Linked DNA regions of Astyanax mexicanus: region 2 is linked to region 1. Evidence: chromatin contacts called from public Hi-C data. All regions are on one chromosome and are shown on one strand. The core of a region is the stretch at or near the end of the contact, and the rest is flanking DNA. Distances in the headings are between cores, read along the strand shown.

Region 1 (6,542 bases), core at 1,942-4,441:
TACTGAAGTGCTGCTCTCACTGTGAGACAATAGGGCTAATAACTGTTATATATATTTAATATATATATATATATATATATATATATATATATATATATATATATATATATATATATATATATTTATGTATACTTAATAAATGTAGCATGGCTAAACAACTGCAATACGGCTAACAACTGCAGTACGGCTAACAACTGCAGTACGGCTAACAACTGCAGTACGGCTAACAACTGCAATACGGCTAACAACTGCAGTATGGCTAACAACTGCAGTACGGCTAACAACTGCAGTACGGTTAAGAACTGCAGTACGGCTAACAACTCAAGCACGGCTAATAACTGCTGTACAGCTAACAACTGCAGTATGGCTAACAACTGCGGTATGGCTAACAACTGCAGTACGGCTAATAACTGCAGTTCGGCTAATAACTGTAGCATGGCTAACAAATAACTGTAGTACAACTAATATCTGTAGTACAGCTAACAATTGTTTTACAGCTAATTATTAACTTATACAGCTAACAACTGTTGTATGGCCAATAACTGCAGCATGCCTAACAATTGCAGCATGGCTAATATATAACTGTACTACAGCTAACAACTGCAGCATGGGTAACAGATGCAGGACACCTAACAACTGTAGCATTGCTAATAAATGCAACATGACTAAAAACTACAGTACAGCTAAAAAATGTAGCACAGCAAACAGATAACTGTAGTGCGGCTAACATACATGCAGAACGGCCAAGAACAGTATCATGGCTACCAATTGTACCACTGCTAAAAAAATAACTGTAGTTTGGTTAACAACTGCAGTTGTGGTTAACACAAGTGTAGTACTGCTTACATACATGTAGCATGGCTAACAACGGCATCAGTGCTAAAAAATAATTGTAGTGCAGCTATCATAACTGTAGCATGGATAGCAACTGTAACACAACTAACAACCACAGCGTGGCTTACATAACTGTGGTACAGCTAACATTAACTGTATTATGGCTATCAATTGTACCACTGCTAAAAAAATAACTGTAGCCCGGCTAAAATAAGTTTAAGACAGCTTACAACTGTAGCATGGCCAACAATTGTACCACGGCTAACAAATAACTAATAACTGTAGCACGGCTAATAACTGTAGCACGGCTAATAACTGTAGTACAGCTAATAAATGTAGCAAGGCTAAAAACTGTAGCATGGCCAACAATTGTACCACTGCTAATAAATAACTGTAGTACGGCTAATAACTGTAGCACGGCTAATAACTGTAGCATGGCCAACAATTGTACCACTGCTAATAAATAACTGTAGCACGGCTAATAACTGTAGCATGGCCAACAATTATACCACTGCTAATAAATAACTGTAGCACAGCTAATGACTGTAGCACGGCTAATAACTGCAGTATGGCTAAAAACTGTAGCACGGCTAATAACTGTAGCATTGCCAACAATTGTACCACTGCCAACAAATAACTGCAGTATGGCTAATAACTGTAGCACAGCTAATATTTGGACAGACAGATGAGTGAGCTGTTGAAACTGTATGGATTAATGATTGATTGATAAACGAGAGCATAAACAGACATGAACTGAGTTAAATTAGCAGATGTTATTAGCGTTATAGTGTTAGGAGAGGCTCAGTGTGTATGTTCCTGTTTTCTCAGCTGACTTTAGCCCACATTCTGAGCTGCAGACTGAAATTACACGCGACAAAAATGGCCCAATGTTGCTAGTGCTCTCAGCAGAAGTTCTGCCAGGAGACTGCGTCCAGTTTAACATTAGAAAAGTTTGAGGAGGTCCCTAAATAGCAGACGCGAATTCCGGTGTGTGTGTGTGTGTGTGTGTGTTGGGGGGGCTCAACAGGAAAAACCCACCATGAGGCTGACGACACACAGAACCCGACACCGGCCGTTTAAAATCACAGAAATAGCAGATCTTTACGTCTGTGCTTAATCACTTTCTTTAATATACAGCTATTATATATGGAGAGCAGTGCACGGTGAGGGAAAGTCTGTAAAGATTAGCAGAAACCTCAAATAATGCAAAGAAAACAAGTTTATATTCATAAAGTTTTAAGAGTACAGAAATCAATATTTGGTGGAATAACCCTCGTTTCCCGTATTTAATATGCTGAAATCAAAACCATGTGTACATAAGCCTGGACTACAACACTGATTCATTACAGAGAGGCCTCGCTTCCTAAATACCACCAAACAATAAACTCCAAAATAACGCACCATACAGTGTATTTAGAGACAGGTAGGACACTGAATGATCCATCACACACTGGATACAAGGGAGCGTCAGCATTTTACTTTATTTAATTACAAAATGGGAAAATATGTGAATGAACAAACCCTGTTTGGCGCAGTGAGGTCTGTCCCTTTCAGAGTGAGTGAGAGAGAGAGAGAGAGAGAAACGAGAGTGGAGAGAGACAGACAAGTGGGGAAAAGAGAAAGAGACAGATGAGAGAGAGAGAGAGAGAGAGAGAGAGAGAGAGAGAGGCAGACGAGAGGGAGAGAGAGAGAGAGAGAGAGACAGTAAAAAAGCGGGGAGAGAGAAAGAGACAAAAAGGAAAGGGGAGAGAGAGACAGAGGAGAGGGAGACAAAAAGAAGACGGCAGAGAGACACACAGATGAGAGGGGGAGAGAAGGAGCAACAGACAAGAGGGAGAGGGAGAGAGACAGAAAAGAGGGAGAGAGAAAGAGAGGGAGACAAAAAGGAAAGGGGAGAGAGAAAGACAAGGAGAAGAGGGGGAGAAAAACAGTAACAAAAAGAGGGAGAGACAGACAAAGAGCGAAAGAGAGAGCGAGAGATAAAAAAAGAGAGAGAGATAGACAGAAAAGAGAATGAGAGGAAAAGAGAGAGGGAGCAAGGGACAACGAGAAAGAGACAAAAAGAAAGAGAGAGAGTGATAGTGAGAGACGGGTAAGAGAAAGAGACAATGAGAGACAGACAGAGCATGAAAGAGAAAGAGAGAGAGAGAGGCGAGAGACAGTCACAGGCAGGAGAATCCCCACGGTTAATCCCCCGCAAGCCACCCACCCCCTCCCCTGCCGTGACCTTTCACCTGAAAAGCACACATCCTCTACAGCGGATCAGCACACGGCCCGACCCGACCCCACCCGGCCCTGCCCGACTAGAACCGGGCGGTCCGGTCCGAGAAGTGTCCCCCCTGTGCAGAACCTGTAAACTCTGCGTAATTCAGACTGTGGACGCAGTGAGACGGTCCTCCACCGGCGGAATTACACCAGTCCTGCTCTTAAAGGGTCAGAGAGAGTTTAAGGTCAAAGGTCAGCTGACTGCAGGGTGGTTCCAGCTCATGCAGGCGGTTCAGCTGCGGTAGGGAGACGCGTCGGCGCGGTAACCCTGCACTCAGGTAGATACTCTGATCAGAAACTTAGATCAGAAAAAGTGCTGTGAAATTAATCAGGAATCCTAAATTCTATATGTACAGCAGTCGGGGGACAGGCAGAGCGAGGGACAGGGGGGCAGGGACAGGAGGCAGGGACAGGGTTACAGCGGGAGACGCTCTGCTCCAGGTTGTATTGAGTGCTGTGTGCCTGAATTGGGCCCTCCTCTGCTGCCCCCAGTGGCCAAACTCAGTTACTACACCCAACTGATGCTTTACCACAGACCAGTACTCCCATACCAGTACCTCTGAAAACATTATATTTATATGTTTATATTTAGACACACACACAGAGGAGGTGCATGCAAAAGTCTGGGTAAACTAGGGCTGGTTAATTATAAGGAATCCTGATGGTAATACAATAGAAATATGAGTATATATATACATGTACAGATATAATAATAGAATAAAAAATAAGAGAGCACTTACAAATGATGAGTTTCTTGGATTTTACCAAATTAAAAAGCTCTGGAATATAATCAAGGGGAAGATGGATGATCACAAACCATCAAACCACCAAACTGAACTGCTTGAATTTTTACACCAGGAGTAAAGCAGCATAAAGTTATCCAAAAGCAGTGTGTAAGACTGGTGGAGGAGAACATGATGCCAAGATGCATGAAAACTATTTTATCTTTTGTTTTTCAGAGTGTCACTTTTTCATTCTTTTTACTGTATTTTCCTTTATCTGGAGTTTTTTTTACAGTATATAAAAGGGAACATGGTTTAATTAATATAGCAAATATTAATTTAGCAAATATTCAAATCACTGTGTAACAGAACCAATTCTCATGAGGAAATGGCAGGATTACTATGTTTCCAGGTCCCCAAATTCATGTTTAGTAGATAAAATTGATTCAGGAGCTCATTCCAGAGTTCAGAGTAATTTAGACACATTTTTATTTCAATTATTTAATTCATGTTTCTGTAGTGAAGTATCTGGATAACTGCCACATTTTAATACAAAAGTTGCACTGAATGAGTGTGAAAAAAATGCCAACATCAAAGATAATAACGCAAAGTGTGTGAACCAAACGGTGATGTAATGCCATCATCACAATCAGATTAATGCCAGTGGGTTAATCTGAGGACACAATGCAACAATCAGTTCACGATAAATAAGTAAATACCAAATCACCAAATACTCTACATTAGGTCAGAGTGACTCATCAAGGAGTTTTCACACCTAAAAGCCCAGAACAGAGACTAAACTAAGCTTGATGTGCGTTACATTGTATTCTGTACATTTAGCTTTGGTTTAAAACAAATTTACTATGTTCTGTCACAATCACCTATGTGGGCGGAGTCTCCCTATCCTTCACACTGATTGGTTTGTAGAATGCCACATGTTGACAGGTGTTGCGCTGAATTCTGTCTCTCTACCAGAAAGGTCAATCTACAGTTACAGTAGATACAGAATCACCAGCACTGTAATCTGTTGTACCCATACTGCTCTGTAATTAATCTACAGTTACAGTAGATACAGAATCATCAGCGCCATAATCTGTTGTACCCATACTGCTCTGTAATTAATCTACAGTTACAGTAGATACAGAACCACCAGCACTGTAATCTGTTGTACCCGTACTGCTCTGTAATTAATCTACAGTTACAGTAGATACAGAATCACCAGCACTGTAATCTGTTGTCCCGTACTGCTCTGTAATTAATCTACACTTACAGTAGATACAGAATCACCAGCACTGTAATCTGTTGTACCCGTACAGCTCTGTAATTAATCTACAGTTACAGTAGATACAGAATCACCAGCACCGTAATCTGTTGTACCCGTACTGCTCTGTAATTAATCTACAGTTACAGTAGATACAGAATCACCAGCACTGTAATCTGTTGTACCCATACTGCTCTGTAATTAATCTACAGTTACAGTAGATACAGAATCACCAGCACTGTAATCTGTTGTATGATTGCATAGAATACTTATATACACCATATATACAGGTTTAAAGTAAAATACTTGCTACTGGACAGATACAGTATAAATACAGTCTAGATACAGTAGATATTATTTCATTGGAAATTAGGACAGTGCGATTTTTTTCTTTTAATACAAACAGCAAAAAAGTTGATGGCTTGCATTGCCTGAAAAATAACAATATTACAGGATATTTTTGTAATAAGGATAATTTTTTTGCCGATATTATTGCGTACAAAACGATATGGCGCACCCCTTCTGCAAACCAAACAGACCATGGTTTAGCTGATCTGGAACTGAGGTCACCTTTTTTTAGTAGGAACAAACTTTAGTTCTTTGGTCCAGGGTGTGGTTTATGGCACCTTTCACACCTGCTTTTTTTGGTTCACACCAAACTGAAATTTGGTTCACACCAAATCCTCACAGCAATGCTCCTCCAAAATCTTTTAAAATGCCTTCTCTGGACATTAGAGACAGTTACTCTAACAAAAGCAGGTTAAACTCTTTAATACCCTTGATTTCAAAGAAACAAAGCATGATCCAATTTACTTTATATCAAATTTAGAATGTTCAGTATCTCGATTTCAAGTGTAGCCGCATTAGCATGCTAGCTTTTAGTCAGATCACAGCTGATCCCTGAGGATAGCTCTGATTTAGCATATTTCTAAAAAAAAAAAAAGAATAAATAAATAAACAAATACTTAAACAAACAAAATGCCATCACTGATTGGTGGAAATTTCCAGCTAGACCTCGAGCAGTTTGGACTGTGTGTCTCTCCACTCTTCCTCCAGACTCTGATCCCTTGATTTTTAAATGAAATGTAAAATTTACTGATGATCAGTGATGGTTTGGACAAAGAGACATGTCATCTGCTGGTGTTGATCCACTGTGTATTATTATCAAGTCTAAAGTCAGTGCAGTTTTTTTGTCACACAAAATCTTACAGCACTTCATATCTTACAGCTTCCCTCTGCTGTTGATAACTTTTATGGAGATGCAGATTTCATTTTCCAGCAGGATTTGGCACACTGCCCACACTGCCAAAAGTACCAACTGGTCTTATATAATCACTATCAACTATGATCATCAACAATAACAGTAAAATAGATCACTCCGTGTGAGTTTCACATTTTGACCTGAATTACTTAAATAAAGTAACATTTCAATGCTAGTCTATTTTTTGAGATGCACAAGT
Region 2 (6,656 bases), core at 2,181-4,680, 46 kb before region 1:
AAGCAGAGTTTTACTCACAGAGGCTGAAGGATATAGTACCTTCTTTATGTCCTTGTTCTTCTTGACGGTCCACAGGCCGTCAGAGAGCTTATCAAAGTATTTGCGTGCTTTGGGGGCCTGATCCAGCATGTGGTTCGGGGGAACCCCAAGAACCTCCACTATTTTATTCATCTGATCCACCTGAAGAACAAACATCTCAGTGAGAACAATCAATCCAATGTACTCAACATACTAATAATATACCATTAGTACCACTGTACGCTATTGTACCACTAGTACCACTGTACTCTAATATACCACTAACACTACTGTACGCTATTATGCTAATGCTAACATGTGTATGTACCTCATTGGAGCCGCTGAACAGGGGTTCTCCTGTGTGCATCTCCACCAGGATGCATCCGAGTGACCACATGTCTATAGCCAGGTCGTAGGGCATGCCTAGCAACACCTCAGGGGAGCGGTAGAACCGACTCTGGATGTACTGGTAAATCTGCAAAAAACAAAAAATGCAACAATTTGCATTTAAGATATTCAGGAGACATGCATCATTGCAATATATATATATATAGTATTTTTTGCACTATAAGGGGCACAAAAAAAAATCATAAAAACGTGAACATAATTATAAAAAATCGGTTTGTTCGGGCACACTGGTGGTGCACATATCAACGGGTAGCACAACTCGACAGAACACGGGTAGCACCTGGTGTTGGACACCGAACATACAAAATCATAAGACACAATAATTGCAGGCAACTAAAATAGTACAATAATAGTAAAGTATATGCGTTAATTAACAATAAGATAAACAAAAAGCAGTTTAAATGATAGAAGGCTAAGTGAGCTAAGAGCTTGGTTAACCTAAACCACAGAACTGGAGCCGTTTACCTTCATAATCAAAAATAAACTGCTCGAAAAATTAATTTTTAAGTTTCTCTCCATAGTTCCTCGACGGTTCTAGCAACGTCGTCCTGCCTGAAGTGCGGAAAAACATGAGGAATAAAAAAACCCATCCATTTTTTTTTCGTAGCGGTGCTCTAAACCGGAAATAGGTTTATCCATCACCTCGCCCGGAACTTGACCCCTCCTCCTTGCGTGAAAAAAAAAAAAGGCTAATTAATGCGATATACTGTGCAGCTCCAGATGCAGTGTGCTCAACCAGTGCACTGATTTACATTCAGACGCCTGCAGTAACTGGTTCCAGGCACTGGGGGGCAGCAGGAACTGGGCGTGAGCGAGATAAAGAGGGTGCAGCACAGCCGCTGGGAATCCATTCTCCAGCAGCACTTCACCCAAACCCATTTTCTCAGCCGGAGAGTCCTTGACAATGTGTGCTGATCACTATTGTGTATTGCAGCAGGGAAAGCCCGTCCTGCCCTTTCAAGCATATTAGACCTCTCCCTTTATTCACACACACACACACACACACACACACACACACACACACACACACACACACACATATATATATATATACATATATATATATATACACACATATATACACACACACACAAGCGCAGGATGAACAAGCTGTGGGTGATCAGCATCAGGAGGAAAAAGGGTGTGGAGCTCCAACACACTGAGCTACTGCTGCTAATGACCTGTTCCATCCACCATCCATCCATCCATCATCCATCCATCCATCCATCCATCCATCCATCCATCCATCCATCCATCCATCCATCCATCCATCCATCCATCCAAACAAACACACCGAGAGATCCTGTTTCCAAAGGTGTGAAAAGTACTGTATCTCCATTCATTACTCTGTAGTTAGAAGTATAAATACATATATACCAGTGTTTAATAAAATACCCTAAAATTCAGTAGAAGTTGAAGAAGTATCGACTCAGTAGAAGTATCTTTTCATTACTCTTTAAGTAAAAATACTGGATTCAAAACTACTTTAAATCCATTAAAAACAAAAGCTTAAGCTTAAGGGGGGCGGGACATGCGCAGGTGTGATGGATCACAGTATAAACCAATAGGAAGTCGGAATGGTATATGTTTATACTTCTCTATATCCAATCACAATCAGATTCACTCTATCTGGATAAAGGAGAGATTTATCTGGATAGGGGTTTTATTGAACGGAATAAAAACGAGCTGAAATTAAATAGGAGTAACAATTTATATTAATATGTAAGTATAGTAAAGTATAGATAACCTACATTTTCTACTTAAAGCTCCACTAGGTAGGATTGAGATTTTGTGCTCATGGGCTCCCCCTACAGTTGTGTACAGAGTGTAATAAATGTTTCAGGCGGATTAGTTTCTCTTTCTCGTTTTCTGGCTTTCACAGACATATTCAGTCTCTTTCCAGCTTCTGCCAGAGTGTCTGTATGTTAGTTTGTAAAGAATGAACCAGTTTTTCTTGTAGAACTGTTAGAACTAAAGGTCGGAAAGCAGGTCGCAGTTCTCGTGAGCGTTGGTCGCGGCCGCCTCAGAAAACTTACAGAGTCTGGTTTGAGCTCAGAGGAGCTCCGGCACAGACACGAGAGCACCGCTATTCCTCCCATTACACCTCAATTCAGCGCTGCAGTGAGTTTCAAGCTGTAATTTTACTTCTTTAAAAAGATAAACAATCAAGAAAATTACCTAGTGCTGCTTTAAGTAGGATAATGTAAGTGTTTGTACTTCAATACTTCTTCACACCTATGCTTGGTTCTACACCCATTATCCACTGATCAAGTGATGCAGCAGTGCTGATGGAGTTTTTAAACTGTGTTTATGTTCATGCTCAATAGGCTAATTAATTTCACTTTTAATATAGGTACCGTATTTTTTCGCAATATATGGTGCATTTAAAAGCCTTTAATTTTCCCAAAAATCGACGGTGCGCTTTGTGTATACATTCTTTAAGTCGGGTATTAAGGAGCAGTAAAGCACTAAGCACCAAAGCACCGAGACTGGAGCAGCATTAGCATTAGCCGCTAACTACATTAGCGCTAAGCGCTAGCTAGCTCTTTGGCCGCTCAGAGGTGAGTATTGCTGACCTGTAGCCTGCTGCTGTCAATTCCGGCTAGAACTGCTGTAGCAGCTTGTAGCTTGTAGCACCCCTGTTCCTTACTAGTGTAGCATAATGCACCTTATAATCCGGAGCGTCTTATGAATTAAAATAGACCAGAAAATAAATGTTTATCAATATTGCGCCGTATAGTGAGATAAATACGATAATATGATACACAATAAGGCGGAGCTTTAGATTCGTGGTCAGGTGGGCGGGGCCTCGTGTTCGCTCACCCTCTGGCCGAGCTGACAGGAGCTGCCGAAGTCGACGATTTTGATGGCGCTGCGTTTGGGGTTGCACAGCAGGATGTTCTCGGGCTTGAGGTCGCAGTGGATGATGCTGAGCTCCGGCGTGGCCAGGAACAGCAGCGCCGTGCACAGCTGCTGCGCAAACTTCCGCGTCAGGTTGAGCGAGACGCCCCGGAAGTTGGTGTTGCGGAGGAGATCGTACAGGTTGTAGGAGAGGAGCTCGAACACCAGGCAGAGATGGTTCCGGAACATGAAGTGCCTTTTCAGGTGGACTGGAGGAGGAAGGAAAGAAAAAAGGAAGAATTAGAGAAACAGAATTAACAGCACAGTTTCTTTTTTGAGAGGCACGAAACCCTAAACCAAATTTTCTTGAAGTGTGAAACATACCAGTTAACTGTGTCAATCAAAAATGAGAAACATTTAAGAAATGTAAAAAATTTGGGGGAAAAAATCCAAACAGATGTTGTATTATCGAACTATAGCCTGCTGCTAACCCCGGCTAGCCCTACTGGAACAGCATTAGCATTAGCTGATAACCGCGTTAGCTCTTTCTCCATAGAGAGGCGAGTATTATCAGACTGTATATCAGTCTGTATTATCAGTCTGGGTGTCTACCCTGTTAAAACAAGCCCCGTGGCCGACCCCACTAGTTAATATCACCCTGGCTTACCGGCAACACTCAGGGTTCCTCAGTGTAGCGCTGTTGGGCTAGCGGTTAGCCGCTAATGCTAATGCCCCAGCCATAGTGCTGGAGAAATTTGGGAATCTAAGCACCTCCGTACACTTTGGTCCTTGGACACATCGTCACAAAATGCCAATCAAAAATGTTGTCAAAATCAGTCAATCAAAAATGTGAAAGATTTGAGAAATTTGGGGAAAAATAAAAGCAGATGGTAAATATCAGGTCAATGTATAATATTGGTGCCAAAATGTGTTATCCTGATTTATACTACCGGTATATTTAAAATTTAAGTAGAGGAATTAAGAGTCAGTTACATTAGAGTGCAATTAGTTGGATTAGATAATCACAAGCCATCAAATTAAACTGAACTGCTTGATTTTTTGCACCAGGAGTAAAGCAGCATAAAGTTATCCAAAAGCAGTGTGTAAGACTGGTGGTGGAGGAGAACATGATGCCAAGATGCATAAAAACTGTGATTAAAAACCAGGATTATTCCACCAAATATTAATTTCTGAACTCTTAAAACTTTATGAATATGAACATGTTGTTTTCTTTACATTATTTGAGGTCTATAAAAGAAGCTCTGCATCTTTTTTTTGTTATTTCAGTAATTTCTCATTTTCTGTAAATAAATGCTCTAAATGAGAATATTTTTATTTGTAATTTGGGAGGAATGTTGTCTGTAGTTTATAGAATAAAATAACAATGTTCATTTTACTCAAACATAAACCTATAAATAGCAAAATCAGAGAAACTGATTCAGAAACTGAAGTGCTCTCTTCATTTTTTTTACAGAGCTGTATATATTAAATCATTAAATGCAGCCATATCCAACATTTGCAACTTTGTGTAGGTTTATGTACCAAAAGACTACTTTCTGCGAAACAAATTATGGTACCACTTTAAAATAAGACTACCTTTATAAAGGGTTTTTAAATGGTTTACAATTAGTTTATTAATAGTTACTAATTAGGTTGTAAATGCCTTAAAAATCATTAATAATCAGTTATAACACATACGTAGAAAGGGCAACAATGACCTGTTGTTTGCCAAATAGTGAACCCACAGCCATCTATACTGTTGCCCTTTCTACGTATGTGTTATCACTGATTATTAATGATTTTTAAGGCATTTACAACCTAATTAGTAACAATAAATAAACTAATTGTAAACTATTTATAAATCCTTTATAAAGTCTTATTTTAAAGTGGTACCCACATTACTTCAAAATTATATATTTTTACTTGTTCAGTTCCTGTATATGAACTGTACGGACCAGGCAGTGTCTTCAGTATATATTTAAAGAAACTGATATTTCAAGTTTTTCATGATATCGGTTCTTTAAGTATTTGTTCATATATTTCCAGTGAATTTGGTTTTAACGAGCATCGCTTAACTCCAGCCCAGTACTGAATTCTGGAGAAGCCGCTTCAGACTGAGCGTAGGACGAGATCAATAGATGAAGCTGAACTGGGTTCTGGGTGAGTCACGCCGGGCTGTCTGAAACTGTGTGTGTGTGTGTATAAGTGTGTGTGTGTGTGTGTTTTTCTTACCTATATAGTACTTCATCTCGGTGTCGTGTTTGTTCATGAGTTCTAGAAGCCTCAGCTCGATCTGGGCCTGGTTCAGGAAGGCTTTCTTGTTTTTGATGATTTTGATGGCCACCCACTCCTGCTCGTGGTGGTCGTAGGCTTTCACCACCTGCGGGAAAACATGAGAGGACTGAGCGTTACGGGACCTGGAAACCTGCTGTTAAAATGAATGTTAAATGTAGAGCAGTATTACTGAAGTATTCTGTATAGTGTGAGGAAGATGTTGTAATTAATAGTTTTTATGTCCTGATAAACCCATTCAAGCAGCGTCCCATATATTAATTCGATTATCAGAGTGGTGTAATTTCCAGGAACAGCATGCAGTTCGTTCCTGTGTTATTTGTGCGAATAACACATCAGTGTTTATATACTTTACCAAGTAATTCAGAGCTGAGGAACAAATGGTTAGAATTAGTCTATGGAGGAAAAACACCAGCCAAGTATTTTATACACTGAGATAGGTAGGTGTATAGATGTTTAAAAGTAGTAAATATCCACCCCGGGATTAGTTTTTTAATTTTCTGAACCTGGACTACCCACCTCTATAGTGTGTAAGTAACTATAGGTTTAAATAGGATCTCCGGTGGATTTGGTGTTTTACAGAGACTCTAAGACTAGATCAGTGGCTGAACTGCACTTAGCAGTGCATTATTACACATGTTGTAAAGTGACATGACATATGACATCGCAAAGACTGTTATTAGTGTAAAAATGTCTTTATTTTAAAACGTTTCTAACTGTTGTCCGTCTCGCTGCCTCCTGGTGTCACAGTGCTGTTAGCCAATCAGAGGCGATATATGTTTGCATGTATGAATATTCATGAGTAAACAAAACTGTAATGAAAAAAGACTTTCTTTTAAAGTCAAACGAGCGCTGAAAGTTAATCTACACAGATTTCTCTCCTGAAAACCATTTATTTGGGTGAGTAAAGCGCTTCTGTGTATTTACAGGAAGCTTAGATTCCCAAATTTCTCCAGCACTAAGGCTGGAGCATTAGCATTAATGGCTAACCGCTAACCCGACAGCGCTACACTGAAGAACCCTGAGTGTTCCGATAAGCCAGGGTGATATTAGCTAGCAGTTCGCCCACGTAGCTTGTTTTAGAACGGTAAACACAA

Evidence for each region. A called contact is a pair of places that touch in the nucleus more often than the background predicts.
Region 2: a Hi-C map of blood shows a contact between it and region 1, with 5 times the contacts expected there. The contact joins two enhancer-like sites. A contact is called at or near these places in 2 of 3 Hi-C or Micro-C datasets (blood and muscle).

The regions. Positions count from the first base shown.
Region 1 is chr1:129,126,135-129,132,676 of AstMex3_surface, reverse strand. The region is part of intron 1 of dyrk1b (dual-specificity tyrosine-(Y)-phosphorylation regulated kinase 1B); the gene reads right to left. Among protein-coding and RNA genes, the nearest start is that of dyrk1b, 24 kb to the right of the region's middle. Within about 2 kb of position 3,191, the one cell type or tissue checked has an H3K27ac peak away from gene starts, as active enhancers do.
Region 2 is chr1:129,171,890-129,178,545 of AstMex3_surface, reverse strand. It overlaps dyrk1b (dual-specificity tyrosine-(Y)-phosphorylation regulated kinase 1B), which reads right to left. Exons shown (of 11, transcript XM_049468949.1): 5 at 5,500-5,647; 6 at 3,250-3,536; 7 at 347-493; 8 at 19-180. Among protein-coding and RNA genes, the nearest start is that of zp3d.1, 17 kb to the left of the region's middle. Within about 2 kb of position 3,430, the one cell type or tissue checked has an H3K27ac peak away from gene starts, as active enhancers do.